Linked DNA regions of Gossypium arboreum: region 1 is linked to region 2. The links are chromatin contacts, called in public Hi-C maps. All regions are on one chromosome and are shown on one strand. The core of a region is the stretch at or near the end of the contact, and the rest is flanking DNA. Distances in the headings are between cores, read along the strand shown.

Region 1 (2,700 bases), core at 140-2,639, 210 kb after region 2:
TTTTTCCTAATTCAATCTGATCAACTAAACTTAGAAAGTTGATTGCTTCGATCCAAATCCAAATCAATCTTTAAGATATCTTGTTTTGTGTAGTTTGGATTTCAAGGATGTTTCGGTTTTTGTCCAACGTATCATTTAGAATCAAAGCCCAAGGATTTTGTTGCTAAAATTTTCCAACTTAAATATGATAAGTTTTCTGAGTAGGTAGTGCTAGACATCGGTTGGCATTGGTCTTGGCACTGCTCAAAAACTACCTCAACACATTGAATTGTGATGGCTCTTCTTTAGGCAATCAGGTGACAGGTAGTCACCATTTATAAGTTTTTGCAACCAATATGATTGTTGAAATATGGGCATTATGATATGATTTTTTTTTTAAATAATTAAGGGAGGAGAATGAGATTTTGTTTGGGATCGAATCCAATCTCCAATATGATGTTTTACTTGTAAAGGATTTAAGCATCTCTCAATTATTGAGCTTGATGCCTCGTCTGTCATTAGTCAAATGAAGAGTACTGCAACTGGTAACATTATGCTTGAGCAGGACTATTTTGAAGACATTTTAGCTTAGTTGATTGCAACATATCTATATGAAGGGAATAGATGCACTACTCACTTGCAAAGGAGGACGATAGTTTTAGTCCATCTAGGATTAAGGTCAGTTTTAGAACATTTTAATGATATGTTGTCTATTTCAATATTCTGTTTTTATGGTTGATAAAGCCAACTATAATGTGTACCACGCGCTATAGCTTAGTAATGCTATGTTATTCTTTTCTTAAAAATTACTTTTAAAAGTCTTAAAAACACAGGTTAACAAAATCCTTATTTAATTATTATTCTTTAAATATATTTTTACAAAATTAACTAGAAGGATAATAAATATCAAAATTATATATTAATTTTGATTTAATATGTAATGTCATACATGAACTTTAATATTGTGTGATTTTATACATAAAATTTGATTTGATCCTATTTTTAAAAATTACTAACAATATTATTAAATTAATACCGCTTTACGCTCGAGATATTGCATACACAAATAATTTTATTAATCAAATATAAAAAATAAATGTATGTATTTATTTATTTAAATGTATATAATTGAATTGAAATTTAAATTTCATATATATAATTACATCAAATCAAAATTTATGTATTAAATTAAACATTAAATTAAAAAATTATGTATAAATTTAATATTTATCGTAAATAAAATAATAATCGCATATAACTTTGTTTAAAGTAAGTTCGCATTGAAACCATGAATCTATAAAAATAGCTTTTAACCAGAGTAAAAATCAGAGAAAGACGAAAGGGGCTTACTAGCCCAAATCTCAAGGCTCAAAGTTGGGCCTTTTTGGACAAATAAAATGACAGACCATTTATTCATAAAAGAAAAAAAAAAAAAGGGTACATAACAAAACAAAGCTTTCCACTTACCTAACACACAGATTATTGATCCAGAGATCGTTGTTTTTTATTTCCTCCTCCTCTCTTTAGGGTTTCGACACTCCGATTCTATCATCAGAGATGTGGCACGAAGCTCGGAGATCAGAAAGGAAGGTCCACGACATGATGGACGCGGCTCGAAAGAGAGCACAAAGACGGGCCATATTCCTTGCCAAAAGACGCGGCGACCCTCAACAATCCATTCAAGTCGTCGGCTCTCGCTGCCGTATCCACCGTGACGATGCTCTTTATCATGCCACTCAAGATCAGCAAGGCTTGTAAGTCAATTTATCAATTTTCCGTTAAATATTACCTTCTTAGCCTTCCATTAATTATCTCAAATTTATTCCTTTTGCTTACAGGATTCCTTGGAATGGAAAACAAGATATTTTAATCGATAGGTATATATTTTTTATTTCTCATTTATCTTCATTTCTAAGATCCTTTTAGACGATGCTTTTTTTTTTTTTTTAAACTGATTAGCATTTGCTTATATTTTAGATTCGATGGCCGAGCTCTTCTTGATTTTATTCGCGAGCCAGGGACACGACATTTTAGGAATCAAGAGAAGTCTGAAGAGGAAGAAGAAGTAGAAGAGTTTGTTAATTTCGAGCGTTATCGGGATTTAATTAAGCATCGCCGTAGAGGATGTCGGTACTTTTTTATTTCTTGGAATTGATAAATTCTGTTTTTGGTTCACTTTTGTTTGTTTCGTGTCCCTCCTATTTTTTGGTTATAACGGCAAAAGTCTGTTATAAGAATAGCGATTAGTTTTCAAATAAGCTTTATGTGCTGAGGTTTGTATCTTTTGACAGTTACCGACGAGGATGGTTTACAACATGTGAATGTAGAAATGGAGGCAAAAGTAATCGCACCGTTCCAATCAGACAGGTTTAGTATATTCTTTTCTCAGCTATTTGTGCCGATTTGATAAGATAGGTGATGCATGTGATGGTGCTCAAAGCTTTTCCGAAAAATAAAAATTTATTGGCATGCCATCTGCATAAAAGTTTCCAACAGTGTCTTGCTCTTTGCAATTCTTTTTTTCATGCTGCATAGGGCTTTAGGGTGATCTTAGACATGGAGATAAGATGGTGGTTGCAGGAGATGTATTTTCCAAGATTTATTCTATTTGGAAATAAATGTTGAGATGCGTTAAGTTTTTATAAAAGATCCAATTTATAGACTTGTCTTGCATTTTACTTTCTCTCATATGATTTTTAGCTATTTATAAATTAACTTTGA
Region 2 (2,700 bases), core at 39-2,538:
GCCCTCATTTTCTTTACCTATTGCCACTAACATAACAACAGCACATGGATTTTGAGTATCCAATTAAATATCAACAATATGGTTAGGTCTAGGGTCTGGGAAAGGGCACACATTCATTTGGATTATGGAGTCTAAGGGTCATTTTTTTAAGTTTTATTTCCCCTTGTTTTAAAAAACTTGGGAAAAAGACAGATAAAACATAATAGTTTCAAGGATCATGTTGAGCTATGGTAGGTCTGAGTAACATGGGGAGGGGGGAGAAGAACAAACACAAAGAAAATTTCTCTACTTTTTAAAAGATACGATTTGAATTTTTACTCACAAAAGGACATGGTTGTCATTCACATGACCCAAAATTTAATAATTCTAAAAAATAAATTCAGCCAAATGGGGTACTGACAAGTGGTGGGTTTTCATGAATCAGTGCCTGCAAAAGAGGACCAGTCAAAACTCCCCACATTGAATCCAAAATACACACAGTGTCCTTTGGGTGAGAATAGGGATGGCCTGAACCACAAGTACTGCACACACACACACACACACACACACACACACACACAAACACACTAACTTTTGGCCTTTGAGGCTTCGTATCTAAGATTTTACTGTCTCTATTCTGGTCTCCTATCTTGCCAGCAACTGCTTCAACCTTTTATGATTATCTAAGAAAATTTTCAAAGAAACTTAAAGAAAAAGAAAAACCCTTTTTTTCCTTTCTTTGAATTTCTTCGTTTCTTTTGAGTGGAAAAGAGACATTGTTTAATGTGTCCAAAGAAATTAGCTCGTTTCCCCATGTTGGATCAGAAAATCTCCAGTGGAGCCAATGAAAATGTGTTCTCAATTATTTTAACTTATGATCATAATATCATTCCTTGTGCTCTTATCTATGATAATTTTTTGTATTCAAAACTTCTCTAATACTCAGATTTCGATTAAATTTAAGCTTTAAATGGCTTAACCCAATATAAGTTATCGGTTGATACAATTGTAATTTAAATAGTTATTGTTTCCTTTCACTTCATTCCATGTAAAATTTGGGGTACAGTACGGAGGGAGTATCACATGTGGGTTTTCTGCTTCTTTTAATACTCCCCATTGATGAATGGTTAAAATCCTTCGTTCTCCAGCAAACATATATATATATATATATATATATATATATATATATATATAAAGAGAGAGAGAGAGAGATAGAATCCATTAATAAATAATACAATTTTTTTAAAGATTGATGAAATATTTTGTACCCATCCTTCGAAACTTCGATACAAACTTCAAGGGATAGGCTGTGTAGATTTAGAATGCAAGGAAACTATATCATTCTACCAATTGATATGCAGAGTATATCTATCTCTATTTATAAAAATAAATCAAAATCTGGATTGAAGTAAGGAGGAAAATCACAACAGAAGCCTAGAATGTTTAAACTTCATTACGGAATACAAAACATATGTGTAGTTTTACTTGTACTATTGCAATCTTGCACTCATAGCATCAAACACATAATATAGAAAATTTAACTTCCTATTGCTATTGGGCATCTTTTAGCATGTCTCTTTAGATGAATAGAAAATTTATAGTATCTATTTATTCATTGTAGGGTAAATTACACCAACAGTCACCCAACTTTGGGGTTACTGACAAAACAGTCACCTAGGTTTCATTTTAGTCACTTAACTTTCAAAAAATAACAAAACGGTCACTAACGTTATTAAAACGTGACAAAATAGTCATCGGTTAACGATTGTCGTTAGAGTTTTAATGGGATTGCTGACGTGGCAAGTTAACCAGCTGATGTGGCAAGTTAACTTACCATGTTGGCAAAATCGCTGATTGGGGCAGTTTTAGGGAAAAAATGGGTAAGGGTAATGTTTTAGGGTTAGAAATAGATTAAGGAAGGGGATTTGGGGGGGGGGAGAAAAAGGAAAATCAATTTGGGAAATTTCAATCCTAATTTAGGATTTTTTTAGGGTTTAAACTGAATTGAAAATCGATTAAAGAGGGTTTAGGGTTAGAAATTCGTTCAATAATCCATTAATAGGGTATAAGGTTTAGGGTTAATGATTGTCTACTTTGTTTAGGGAGAAAAGAAGACGAACCAGAAACCATTCAATTTTTTTATTGCCAGGGACAATGGGCAATAGAAAAGAAGCTACCAGTGGTGTTACATCCACTTTAACGGGTAAGTTGTTGCATTTAGTTTTAAATTTTTTGGATTCCAATGTTGCTATTTCGATTTAGGGTTATTTCTAATTCAATTTTAATTTCGATTCTGATTTTGATTTTGATTTCGATTTTAATTTCAATTTTAAAACACTCACTGATTTTGATTTTGATTTTGATTCCAATTTTGATCTCGATTTAGATTTAGAATTTGATTTTGATTTCGATCTGGATTTCAATTTAGGGTTATTTCGATTTTGTATTGTATGCCATGTGCATGATGTTTATTGTTTGTTTCTGCCATTGTATGAATGCTATTATCAAATTGATGCGTATTGTGTATATCTGTCATTGTATGAATGCATTATCAAACTGATGTGTATTGTGTATATCTGCCATTGTATGAATGCATTATCAAACTGATGTGTATTATGTATATCTTCCATGATGTTTATTGTGTATATTGTGTATATTGTGTATATCTAGCATTATCAAACTGGTTATTGCCTGTTATTTCCTGCCATGTGCATGACAAAA

Evidence for each region. A called contact is a pair of places that touch in the nucleus more often than the background predicts.
Region 1: a Hi-C map of leaf shows a contact between it and region 2, with 3 times the contacts expected there. The contact joins the promoter of LOC108464165 here to the promoter of LOC108463801 in region 2. A contact is called at or near these places in 2 of 5 Hi-C or Micro-C datasets (both in leaf).

What each region holds. Positions count from the first base shown.
Region 1 is chr11:32,868,183-32,870,882 of ASM2569848v2, forward strand. It overlaps LOC108464165, which reads left to right and starts at 1,390. Exons shown (of 13, transcript XM_053021201.1): 1 at 1,390-1,733; 2 at 1,818-1,856; 3 at 1,957-2,105; 4 at 2,271-2,346. The coding sequence starts at 1,537.
Region 2 is chr11:32,654,941-32,657,640 of ASM2569848v2, forward strand. LOC108463801 reads left to right here and starts at 1,289. Exons shown (of 5, transcript XM_017763726.2): 1 at 1,289-2,700.